Linked DNA regions of Mus musculus: regions 2 and 3 are each linked to region 1. The links are chromatin contacts, called in public promoter capture Hi-C maps. All regions are on one chromosome and are shown on one strand. Each heading gives the region's core, a stretch centred on a gene start, on an enhancer-like site or on the middle of the called end of the contact. The rest is flanking DNA. Distances are from core to core; before and after follow the strand shown. Region 1 holds the start of Dll3 (delta like canonical Notch ligand 3). Region 2 holds the start of Zfp382 (zinc finger protein 382). Region 3 holds the start of Zfp420 (zinc finger protein 420).

Region 1 (4,381 bases), core at 571-3,070:
ACATGGTCTTTACATTGCTACCATTAGGAATTTTGAATTATATTTATACCCAGATTGCCCACAGATCCAAAACCACTAGCCCAGCACCACATCCTAGGAGCTATGATGACATCACAAGCCCAGCAGGAATGCTCCACTTTAGAGGCAGCCCATTATCAGTCCTGAACTCAACACTGCCCCTTCCTACCCGTGAGACACCCACCTCCAGCATGCTCTCCCAGCTGCTCTCTCCAGGTTTCAATGACGAGGGAGAAGGTGCCCTGGTTGGACAGAGAAGAACGAAGAGAGGAAGCCGGTGGTCAGGGAAGCTCACTGACCTCCAGAACACAGCACGGAGTCTGGAAGCCAGCTCTGGGACTGAGCTACGGAGCATTCCCAGAAGGAGCTGCCCCGGGAGCCAGGAGCATTTTGGTCTCATTCTGGATACGCCATTGTGCCAAGTGTGTTTGCACATACCTGTAATCCCAGCGCTCAGGAGGCTGAGATAGGAGGGTTTCAAATATGAGGTTAGTTTGGGGTATCTAGCAAGACCCTGTCCAAAAGGACATACTAAGGTGTTCCCATCTACAGGTGAGGAAATAAAATATGGAAAAAGTTCCCAACAATGTCTACATTTCAAATACGGGCCCTGATTCTTTTTGAGATGTGCAGGGTACAGGGATGGGGACCAGGATTCAGTAAGTGACCTGATGTCCCAACCAAAAGAACTAAGGCTGGAAACATGAGAGATTAGGTGACCTCAAGAAAGTGCTTGAGAGGAGCCCCAGGTCCAAAGAAGAGATCTAGAATAAAGACAAAGACCCCAACTCGACTTGCTATTGCACCCCATAACTCCAGCACTTGGGAGATGGGAGTGAGTGAAGACAGGAGGATCAGGAACTCACGACCAGATTTAGCTACATAGTGAACTCAGAGACAGCCAGGCTTGTCTCTAAAAATACAAAACAAAATACAAACAATAACAACAAAACAGGATGAGAAGAGGATTCACTGGGTAAAAAACACTTACTGAAAACCTTAGTCCAACCCCCTGGGTCCCACATGGTAAATAAAGGGCAGAACTGAAATTGTCCACATATCGCTGTAAAGCGTATTCGTGAGTATAACACACACACACACACACACACACACACACACACACACACACACACACACAACCACAAAAAGATGAGAAGCCCAGTTTTAAGACATCCCTGAAGAGAATAGCGGAGGGGGTCTGGGAATGTGGGTTTCGGAGAGGAGGGGGTAGTAAAGGCTCTGGGGCACGGGATGGTGTCGGGAGCTGGGGGGGGACAGAAAGAGGTGGAGGTTGGACTCACCGGCCAAGCATCGCGGAAGGGCACACGTACGAGGCCATCAGGCAGCGGCAGGGCAGCCGCTGACTCTCCGGGGTGCTCCGTATAGACCGGGACGCTCGTGCTCAGTGCTGCGCCCAGGGCGCACAGGGACTCGGTGGCCTCCTGGGAGACTCCGGGCTTCAGGCAGACCCTGAAGAAGAGGCGGCAAGGGCCTCGGGCGTTGCAGGGGGAGCGTGGGGTCCCGAGGCCTGGGCCTGGCCCGAAAGAATGAATTTGTAGCTCGAAGACACCAGCTGGCAGTGCCTGGGACAGAGAGGGCCACAAGGTTAAGGGACCTAGGTATCTGTGTGCCCCATGAAAGTCTCTAAGACCTCCAGGTCTCGGCCCAACCCCATCTGTTCCTTTCCTTTCTGTATCTGACCTGAGGAAGAAGAAAAGCCAGGATCAGCGTCTGGGAAAGCGGAGACACCTGCAGAGAGACCATTGCTTTGGGGGACAGGATGGGGAAATAGTCTCAGGAGTCGCAGCTGCTGGATGCCGGAGTCTTATATTTGAGGGGACGCTCCGCCCCTTCAGGCCAGTCTTTTAGCTACCGGCCGAGAGGGGTCCCAGGGAAAGGGATACAGTAACTCTATGTGGGCGACTTGGTGAGGTTCATCCTGAGTGTGATTGCATGCGCCAATCTGAAAGCGGCAGGGGTTAATTTCTAAGATACTGTGCGTACTGAAGTGGGAGAACGGAAATACAGGTGCATTCCTCTCTATCATGTATGTACTTATGTGAGCTCCTGTCCGCTGTGGAGGACCCTATGAACCCATGAGTGCAGTGAATGCGTCTCCAGCCGGCTGTGTGTGAGGTTGTGTTTCGGAGCCCCACAGAGGAGGCGGTGAGGAAGAATCCTGAGTTCTTTGTGTGGACCCCTGTGTGTTTGTGGAAGACCTCTCGTGTGTATGCATGTGTGTTTCCCCTTCTTAAAACAAAGCCCCCCCTCCGCGAAGCCAGTATCGCCACCAGACGCCAGGCTAGGATCCTGGTCTTGGAGGGGCCTCCCAGCTGTATGTAAATGTCGCCATCTGCCGGGCGGCCGTGCCCCTCCCCCTTGGGCCGCAGCTGGGCCTCCCATTTGGGCTCAGGAAGGTGTGAGAGGCAAACGGACAGGAAATTAGTCTTCAGTCTTCGGGCACCAGGGCCCCACTCTCCACCCCAGATGAATGGAGCTGCTCATCCCACCCCGGGGGGCGAGGAGGTGGGATTTCGCAGGATCCAGGCAAGTAAAACAATTTAGGTGCAGGTGCCCAGGCTAGTGTGCTGAAGTCAGACGGTGAGCAAGGCTGCAGAAACAGAGGAAACCCACTCCCCACCCCCAGTAAATACTAAGTTAATACTCAGAGCTAGTAATTTTAGGGAAAATATAAGTTGCTCCTATATCCACATTTGTCTTGTAGAGGGGAGACGGCTATAGTCCCACTAAATGTTTAGTCGAAAAAGAGGCGTGGGTGGGCATGGCAGACCTGTAATCCCAGCAGTGCAGAAGCAGGACAAACAAGAGAAAGAAGCCAGCCTAGACGACATAAAGCCTTTCTCAAAACCAATACAGGAAAATACCACAAAACCCTACCACACCTGGTTTTGCTTCACCACGAGGCAAGGTGGTATTTCCAGAGCTCTGAATCACAAATAAAGCAGACTTTAAGGGATTTCTGAAAGTCTTAGCTGTTTAGGACTTTGTTACGCACAGAAACAGAGCCCCTGCTAAGGCCTGGGGTGTGAGGAGGATCCTGGAGCAAACACATTGTGAACAGCAAAGGCTGAGGCCCTGGGACGATCATGCCTGCCCGACCAGCCATCCCAGGAGCTTTTCCTCTCACTGTAGACTCTGCTGGCACACACCTTCCAAAGAGGCGCTCCAGATCATTCCATCCGGTCTAAAACAGCATCTTCCAGCTGGTGAGATGACTTAGGCAGGGCACTTTCTGCCAAGCCTGTTTTCACCCGTGGATCCACATGGCCAGGAACTACCCCCACCACTCTTCTCTTACCGGATGCCCATGCCTACTCTGCCCCCAGACATATAAAAATATAAAACAAACAAACACCTCTAAGGCCCCAAACCACTGCTTCTCTCCTCAGTTCTCTTTCCTGTGAACACTCCTTATGCCTGTTAGGTTAGCACTCCGGCTGAGCTACCACCCCAGCCCTTGCCTAGTCTGAGACAGAGTGGCCAGCCCAAAACCCTCCACACTCCTGCCTGCCTGTTTCCCGAATAGCTAGAATTATAGTCTTATGTGTTCCCCTTTTCTCTGCCCCCATTTTTTATCTCTATCCCCCCACAACTGCCTGCCTTACATCTCCCCTGAGGGAACAGTAGGACACTGCTTCCTAGCAGCCTTGTTCACTACTGTCTTGGGGTGTGAGGAGGGGACATGACTATACACACAAACGACTCCACACAGAGAGCCCTGGAGAACAGGGCATTTGGGGTTAAATGCTTCCCGCCTCATCATATGAGCACTGTCTCAGGGCTCCTGCACCTATGTTCAATTCTCTCCTCCAGTGGGAGTGACACGAGACAGGGCTGAGGTAGCAGACTTAAGTCACATTTCAAATCCATTCTAGAAGACTGTAGGGGTACATGTTTATAACCACAGTACTCAAGAGGCTGAGGCAGGAGGGCCAATTAAGTGCAAAGCCAATTTGAGCTACATAGCAAGATCATCTCAGACATGAGGGCCCCTCCCTCAGAGGGCTCTGAGGGACCCCAACTCCAAAAACCACGTTCCCTCCACCCACAACCCATTCCACCCAGGATCCTATCCCTACAGCAAGCTTTGGTCCACTGTTGTTCTTTTAATCCCAGCACTGAAGGGAGAAGAGGCAGGCAGTTCTCTGTGAGTTGGAGTCCAACCTGGTCTACTGAAAGAATTCCAGGCAGCAAGTTATACAGTGAAACCTGTCCTGGAAGAAGGAAAAAAGAGAAGGGAGTCCTCAAAATCTGCTGGGAGCACCCCTCTGTATTGCCTAGTACTCTGGGCTGAGAGCTTTGGCTGCTGGGAGCACCCCTCTGTATTGCCTAGTACTCTGGG
Region 2 (4,381 bases), core at 991-3,490, 1.8 Mb after region 1:
TAATAAAACTAGCTGCTTGGTTGAATTCCTGTTACAACAAAGAGAAGTACCATTTAAATAATTTACGGGAACTCCGGGCACATACACCCCCCCTCCCCCCGAAAATGGCAAATGTATTCCAAATCATTAATAATGAATATTCCTGACAGGCACAGTTGCACTTTCCTTCAATCCCAGAACTCCAGAGGCAGAGTTAGGCAGCTCTCCAGTCAGCCAGGACTACCCAGGAAGACTCTATCTACAAAAAATGTTTTTTAAAAAAATGTACCAGATTTGGTGATATATACCTTTACTCCTTCTGCTTGGGAGGCAGAGGCAAGCATGTCTCTGTGAGCTCGAGGCCAGTCTGGTCTACAAGTGAGTACCAGGCCAGCTAGAGCTACAATAGTGAGACTGATCCATCTCAAAACAAAAGAGAAAAGGAGAGGAGAGGAGAGGAGAGGAGAGGAGAGAGAGGGAGGGAGGGAGGGAGGGAGGGAGGGGGAGAGAGAGAGAGAGAGAGAGAGAGAGAGAGAGAGACTTAGACTGCAGGCTGGAAAGCAATCTTGGGTGCCACATTTCTGGAGCTGTTCATCCTGGGGTTTTGAGACAGGGTCTGTCACCGCATCTTGGAGACTCAGCTAGGCTGGCTGGTTAGTGAAACACAGGGATATTCTTGTCTGCCCTTCCAGCACTGGGGTTATAGGCACCATGTCATATACAACTTTCTCTGTGGGTCTAGGATTGAACTCTGGTCCTCATGTTTGGGCATAGCAGTTTGGTGCCAAACAATATTTATAGGGTTAAAAGTTTAAATATTTAGGACAACTTGTGTTATTAAATATTTTTCTCAGTGAAACTACTAAATCGGGGGTGGGGGTGGGGGGACGGGTGACCATAGTAAAACCTGTATATATTTAAAGCACTTTTTGTTTTTGTTTTGTTTTGTTTGTTTTTGGTTTTTTGAGACAGGGTTTCTCTGTGTAGCCTTGGCTGTCCTGGAACTCACTCTGTAGACCAGGCTGGCCTCGAACTCAGAAATCCACCTGCCTCTGCCTCCCAAGTGTTGGGATTAAAGGCATGTGCCACCACTGGCCAGCCTTAGCAATTTTTTTTTTCCTAAAGTATTGGGAAAGAAATCTATTTTGAACAACGTGAGGAAATGGGTTGAAAAATTGACAGAGTCCTGCACTAAGAACAGAGCGAATCAGCTACAAAGTCTAGTACATTTTAAAAATCGCATTTCATCAATACAATAACCTTTTTGATAGTAGGGTTTTCCTTCACAAGAAAATCATACAATTGAGATTAAGTAGCACTTTCAGATGGAACAGTATTTGGTCCAAAATAGAATCAATCGGTGTGGCTTCGTCTATGGAATAACTGATTAATGCATCATATTGGATATAAATCCTTGGAAAATTATTAATGACACATAACTTCTAAAACAATCTTTGGAATCCTATCCTTAGAACTTCAATATCCTATCTTCGCTTGCACTTCAATCTGGGGGGGGGGGGGACGACGACGACGACTCCCATTGTGAGATCTCCATACAAGGCTGTGTGGTTTTTAAACCTGAATCGTCGTTCTAGGTTTCAAATACCAACTTTCTCCTTAATAGCCAAGTCACTCCACGCTGTGTAGTCTGGCAATGTCACCGGTGAGGCGACAGAGGCAGTGACAGAAACCTCAGCACACATTCCAAGAAATCATGGAACTTTTCATTGCCATCCCTTTACCCTCACCTCCCTGTCGGAGGAAGAGAAACCTTATGCGTTCTCTGAATTACCCTTGGGAAAGACATTGCGTACAGACTGAACAAGAATGCAACAGAGGCCACCCCTCGCGCTTTTCGACAGTTACAAGACATAATTCTCAGCCTAGGGTGGTCAAAATGAAATTCTACCAAACTCAGAAGTCAAAGGGGGTGGGGGCTGCGTCGGTCCCAATAGGATCAAAGCACAGTGCTGTCACAAGATCAATTGGTCACAGTATGGGATCGCAAACCGCTCGGTCCGCGTTCAATCACCCAAACCTAATCAGAATCAGTCTCAGAGCTCCCCTGTGGGCACACCCCACACTGACGCAGCCATGCACTCCCGCGCGCGGCCACAGACCGTAGCAGGCAGCTGACTCCCACCCGCCCCAGCCAAGGGGACGCTGGTGCAAGCGCGGGGCGAGGGAGAGGCGCGCGCGGCAACTAACGGGCCGCCCCGGAGGCTCCTGGGAGAGCGAGCCCCCGGCGTGAGTGCGCAGGCGTAGACGGCTGAGCGGAGGCGGGGCGGTTCGAGACGTTGGGAGAGGCTGAGGACCGCAGTGGATGCTCCGGATCTGGAGGGCGACCGAGAGATCGAATCCAGATGGGAAGACCGGGGAGGAAACCGAGAGGCCGAGCCAGGCCTGGTAATTTTGGGGAGGAAGAAGGTTAAGGAAGCGGGACCGGGACACTCAACGGCTGCACAGGGCCTCGGGTGTGGCCCGTGGGCGTGACACCGAGGATGACTGCCGGTGACCCGAAGGGGTAGTTTTCGTGTTAAACTCGAGGACACTCTGTCGCTGGGAACAGGTCCCTGGGCATCACGAGCGTTGCGTGTGAGGATGTGGGGAGCATGTTGTGGTTTGGCTCCCTCAGCTCATCCTGATTATTTGGGGGCGGGAGGGAGAGCCATAAAGTGATCGCGATCTTCTTGGATGTGAAAGCTGGATGGCGGGATTTTGCTTAGGGTTATAGCGGCCTGCGTCTATTTTTAGATTGGGTATGACTCCTGTAGGAGATTGGAGAATTGAAAGTGATTTGTGAACGTGATTGTGAGTGATTTTGCCTGGAATTCTATCATGTTCTGTCCTCGTGAATGACATGTGAAGCAGTAGGTTGATTTTTCTGAAGGATGTTTGAAAGGTTATCACTAAGCACACGTGTGTGTTCTTCTGTAATTTCTCATAATTTTGTGTGTGTATTTTTTTGGGGGGGGATTTTTTTCCCCCGAGACAGGCTGTCCTGGAAATCGCTTTGCAGACCAGGCTGGTCTCAAACTCAGAGATTCACCTGTCTCTGCCCTCTGCCCTCTGCCCCCTGCCCCCTGCCCTCTGCCCTCTCCCCCCGCCCCCCCCCGCCCCCTCGCCCCCCCGCCCCCCGCCCCCCCGCTGTGATTTAAAGGCATGTGCCTCCACCACCTGGCTTGTAGTACCGTTAATATTTAAATGGTTGAGGTATGCTGTGCGATCACGTATGTGTAATTTTTTTTTTAGACAGGTTCATTATCTATACCAAGTTGCCTCTGAACTCTCTCGTAGCACAGGGTGGCCTAAAACTTGGCAGTGATTCCCCCTACTTTAACCTCCCAACTGCTGGGATTCCGTGTGGTGTGTGCACCACCAAGCCTGGAAGTTATGTACTATTTGATTATCAGATTAGTACCAGCAAGCCTGCTTGAGAAAAATTTGAAGTAGTAACTTAGCAAATATAAAGATACTAATGTTGGAATGGAATAGGTAAGATTTTCATAATTCCCCGTGGTGAGGCCAATAACCTGGGATCAGGATGGTAAATAGGAAGTTTTGAGATGAAAGGTGTTGCATGGGAGCCTGCAGGAAGAGTAGCACTTTCCACACATAAATACCACGTTCTGCACATCTGTGGAAGTGGATTTTTCTGTTCCTAAAATTATTTTTAAAAGTACGCTTTTACTTCTAAGACCAGTCTCATTCCTGGTAATTAAAATAACCATGACACCAGAATATTCACTGTTGCAGTCAGCACTGGAGACTGTACTTAACCAAATGGGATCCCGAGTGATTCATTTGTTTTCTGTGTCCATATCTATAGTACTAAAATGTGTTACGCAGCAGCTCCTGAAATAACTATTAATAATATATAATACGTTATATATGCTATGTATACATAGCATGTATATGTAACTATAACATATATTACATATGATATAAGCATATCATATGTAAGTAATACTTATGTAGTATGCATATATAATTATGTTTCCTTTTTAAAGATTTATTTATTTTCATGTGCATGTGTTTTGCCTGTATAAATGTACTGTACCATGTGTGTGCCCGGCAGCCACGGAGGTCAGAAGAGGGTGTCCCCCTTAGTGCTGGAGTCACCAATGTCTATGAGCTACGGTCTGGTTGCTGGGAACTGAACCTGGGTCCTCTGCAAAAGCAGCAAGTGCTCTGACCCACTGAGCATCTCTCAGCCCCTATGTTTCTTAAGTAGTGTGATATAAGCAAGTCAGTAAGGGGAGGAGATGGAAAGTAGAAAATCCAGATATTTTCAAGCTGGGGGGAAATGCCACATGTGAGTGGGTCTTTTGAAGCATATGGAGAAATATGTGATAAAGATGGCACTTGCTATTAGTTGAGGAGATATTGATTAATAATGTGA
Region 3 (4,381 bases), core at 1,047-3,546, 1.6 Mb after region 1:
TTATGTTATATTGTGACAAGCCTTGAATATTGTCTCTAAATATAGTTATTGTTTTATTTGTTTTACAAGCATCTATTATGGATATTTTAGTTGACAACTTGACTGCATCTCAAGTTAAATAAAACTCCAAAACGAGCACACCTGTGAGGGATTTTTTTCTTAATTAAATCATTTGATGAGGGGGGTCTACTTCTTATCTGGACCTTTGAGGTAGGAAGACCCACCTTTAATCCAGATCTTTTGGGGTGGAAAGATCTGCCTCTAATTAGGGCCACACCTGGAAACCTACATTAAGGACATGGAAGAAGGACTCCTCCCTCTTTCCCTGCTTGTTCTCATCCTTGTCATTCCTTTCCTGGCATTAGAGTCAATTTCTTCCATATTCACCTGTGTGCCAAATTCTTATTTTGTCAAATCCTGAAAATTTTGCCATTATACACAGTCTTCTTAATGCCCACTTTGAATGTGTCTTCACTATTTATTTTTCATTACCAAGATAATGTGTAGATTTCTTCTTCTTGTAGAAAACTTGCTCCACATTCTAGGTAAAGCTGAGCTTCCCTTTGGCCTCCATTCCTGTAGCAGTTCCTTCCCGAGGTAGGCACTGCATTTGTCTTAGATACTCTCCTATTGCTGTGAGAAGACCCCATGACTAAGGCAACACAGGAAAATGAAGTGGAAAGTTCTGGTCTCTTTGTGACATGGATAGTTTTCTGGAAACTGTCTTATGGTTGTGCTGAAGCAGACATGTGGGAAGTTGTTTTGCTGAGAACAGACACGTGGTGTTTTTCTGGAAGCTACTTGGAAAGAAGGCATGTGATGTTTTGTTAGCAGATGCTTGAGAGAACATGTGATGTTTGAAAAGGGTATAAGTATAACCCAACAGACATAGGTGTTGGGTGACAGTGGGTCATCTTGCTATTCTTTGCTAGTCACCGTTTGTTGTGATTTCGTAGAGAGAAACACACCAAAGAACTTCCGGTGGCATTCCAGTGGCTTCTTGCTGCTTCTGTGGACTCTGGCCAATTTGGAAGAGCCTTGAGGTTTCTTCTGGATGGACGCAAGCCACTGCTATGGCTGATTCGTGAATATTGCTTACAAGTGAGTCGAGCTACCACTGCTGATTCCTGTGAATTGAACTGCCTGCTGCTATCCTGACAACAAAGACTGGGATTGCCCCAAAGAACTATTTCTAAACAGCCCACATCCTCCTCTGCCCTATTAACCTTTCCTTTCCACTGCCTCTGGTGGGTGGTAGGCTAGAAGGGAGGTTAAAGCATTTAAGCACACTTAAGTTGGTTTTGAAAAATACAAGCTTACTGGAAAAAAAAATATATATATATATATGAATGAGAGAGACAGAGTCTTTCTGTGTAACCCTGAGTATCCTAGACTTTGTTCTATAGACCAGACTGGCCTCAAATTCAGAGATTCACCTAACTCTGCCTCTGGGAGGAAAAAATACTTTTGTTTTTTCAAGACAGAGTTTCTCTGTATTGCCCTGGCTCTCCTAGAACTTGCTCTGTAGACCAGACTGGCCTTGAATTTAGAGATCTGCTGGCCTCTGCCTCCCAAGTGTTAGGATCAAAGGAGTGTGTCAGCCCTGCCTGGCTGAAAAAAAGAAAAAAACACTTTTAATTAGAGGCTTGCAGACAGTTTCAGAGGGTGAGTCTGTGGTCAACATGGTAGGAAATATGGCATCAGGCAGGCTCTGCCCTAGAGCAAGTAGGTGAGAACTCACATCTGATTCTAAGGCCTCACTTGGGCTTGAACCCTCAAAGCCCACCTACAGAGGTACACCCCTGCAACAAGGCCACATCTCCTAACTGAGAACCAACATCCAAATATATGAGCCTGTGGGGGCCATTCTCCTTCAAACCAATGAAGTGGAAACTTAAGGGTTCTTTGAAAGTCGTTTGGAAGTGGATACAGGTGAAAGATAACACAGATCATCATGAGCAACTAGTCAATTATTCCAGAAATATGTAGTGACCCTTCACAAACAAACTACAGTGGCTGAATCTCTGTTGAGCAACCCCACATGTGGTATAAAATCTCATTACCACAGGTATAAATCACCTCACAAATATTGCGATTGGGGGGAGAGAGGGAGGAAAGAGGAGCGGTTTGGAAGGAGAGAGGGGGAAGGGAGGGGAGAGGTGGAAGGGAAAGAGGGAGGGGTGAGAGAGAAGGTGGAGGGGAGGGAGGGGGGGGCAGGCATTGGCCCCAGCCATTGGACTACATTTCCCAGAGCCACCGGGAGCAGAACGCCGTTTCCGTTTCCTGGCGAGAGTTCGGGGTACTTGCGTCACGAGAGGGTTGTGTCTGGAGGATCTCCTAAGCATCCCATAGAGCAGGCTGCCTGTAGTGGAGCCCGGCGCAGGAGGCGGGACCCTGAGCTTCCCTCGGAGGTGAGCGTGCTGAGGAACGTCTGGAGGACGTGTCTGTGGCATTAGGTGGCGGTGTCTCCCGTGTATACGCCACAAGCCTGTGCTTTTGGAGCCTGTTGCGACCCTTGGTTTGTGGTTGGCGTGCTGTGTGTGAATGAGTTGTGACACACAAGGGTGTGTGTGATTGTTGCTTATCTCACTAGAGATGTTTCTGGGACTGATGGTGTCGGCCCACGTGTATGGTGGAGAAACGGTGCTGTTATAGCGAGGTATTTAGATGTTTATGTCACTCTGAGGTTGTTGATGTACCTGGTATCCTGTGCATAACTGGCTTGCCTCGGAAGACATGTGTGATAGTGTCACTGAGATTACGATTGCTTGTTTCCGTCGCCTGTGACTTTTATAGTGTTCTCCCATTTGGGTGACTGTGTGAGTGCGTGTGTATGAATGTATGCGTGTGTGTTTATGTGTGTACGTGTGTGTATGTGTGTGACTGTAGGATGCTGTGTGCTGTACTCATGATTGTAAAGAAAGTAGAAGTTCACCCTTGTAAAAGAATGTCGCTGACAGTATTTGTCCCTGACAGAATGTTTGGTTATTGTACATGCTTGGGTCCTATATACGAGTTAGTGCTCCAACGGTGTAGCTCTGACAGTGTAAATTGTGACACTAGCAATGTGACTGTGGAAATTTTCTTGTTTCTACCTGTGATCCTTCCCTGATGTGGTAGGGTACAACGGTGAAATTTTGTTGGAATTCATGGGGGGTCCCCACCATGAATCTACCAAAGGATCCTGAGTTGCTTGTGACTTTGTCTCTCCCCAATTACTCCCAGAATGTAAAGACTTAACCCCTCTGTGGGGACGGAGGAAGAGGTTGTCTCTAATTCAGAGTATATGGCAAGAACAACATAGCATCTCATTTAACTTTTTTATTCTCAAAGTACAACACAGAAGAGGAAAAATGGCCATTGTCCATCTAGAAGGGAAGTTTGAGGTAAGCAGATATTTGTCTCCTCAACAGCCTTTATCATGTCAGAAAACGATCTTTGTTTTACTTTATTGTTGTTTTTGTGACTGTCTCCTACCCAAGTCTTCTCTTATAATGGAGGAACAAGGCAATTTATTTATTCCTATTTACTTATTTTTGAGGCAGGTCTCTGCCTGGTTTGAACCTCTTTATGTAGTACACACTGGCCTTGAAATCATAAAGACCCATCGTCCTCTTCCTTCCAAGTTCTGGGTTAAAGGCATGCATTAACTCAATGGCATTTGATGTTTATATTTTGAGAGTAATGAAAATGTGTAATTTGTAATAGATGTTTTCCAATACTGGATACATTTATAAAGAATGGATTTGATGCTCAAATTAAAAGAAAGAGCATTCTTGTACTATTTATGTAACTTTTGGGAGAATTTAGCTTTTGTTTCAGTTTTTTGTTTTGGTTTTGGTTTGGTTTGGTTTTCTTTTTGAGACAGGGTTTCTCTTTGCAGCCTTGGCTGTCCTAGAACTCACTCTGTGGACCTGGCTGGCCTTGAACTCAGAAATTCCCCTGCTTCTGCCCCCTGAGTGCTGACATTAAAGGCATGCGCCACAACCACCGAGGGTCTTAGCTTTTTTAATTTTTATATTTTCAGTACCATCTTGCTTTATAGCGCCAACTAGTCAAATTCTTACTTCAACCTTCAGTTTTGTTTTGTTTTTGTTTATTTAGTAAATGAAGTCTTCTATTTGTGTGCATTTGAGTGAATTTGCTCCATGTTGTATGCAGGTACCTGGGGAGTCCATAAGAGGGCACTAGAGCTTCCATTACAGGCAGGTGCGAGCTGCCAGATGTGGGCGCAGGGGAACGAAACTGGGATCCTCTGCCACTGCAGACTTCATTCTGTTCTGTTTTGGTTTTAGACAGGGTCTTGAGTCGCCCAGGTGAGGATCCTTGAACTCTTGGTCCTATTGTCTCTGCCTCTTAAGAGCTGAGAGAGGATAGGCCT

What was found. Promoter capture Hi-C pulls out the DNA fragments that hold promoters and counts their contacts.
Region 2: a promoter capture Hi-C map of liver shows a contact between it and region 1, with 4 times the contacts expected there. The contact joins the promoter of Zfp382 here to the promoter of Dll3 in region 1. A contact is called at or near these places in 2 of 39 promoter capture datasets (both in liver) and 1 of 9 other capture datasets (liver).
Region 3: a promoter capture Hi-C map of liver shows a contact between it and region 1, with 5 times the contacts expected there. The contact joins the promoter of Zfp420 here to the promoter of Dll3 in region 1.

The regions. Positions count from the first base shown.
Region 1 is chr7:28,299,965-28,304,345 of GRCm38.p6, forward strand. Dll3 (delta like canonical Notch ligand 3) reads right to left here and starts at 1,821. Exons shown (of 9, transcript NM_007866.2): 1 at 1,720-1,821; 2 at 1,320-1,601; 3 at 203-260. The coding sequence starts at 1,782.
Region 2 is chr7:30,119,692-30,124,072 of GRCm38.p6, forward strand. It overlaps Zfp382 (zinc finger protein 382), which reads left to right and starts at 2,241. Exons shown (of 5, transcript NM_001081007.2): 1 at 2,241-2,385. The coding sequence starts at 2,343.
Region 3 is chr7:29,857,683-29,862,063 of GRCm38.p6, forward strand. It overlaps Zfp420 (zinc finger protein 420), which reads left to right and starts at 2,297. Exons shown (of 4, transcript NM_172740.2): 1 at 2,297-2,411; 2 at 3,334-3,386.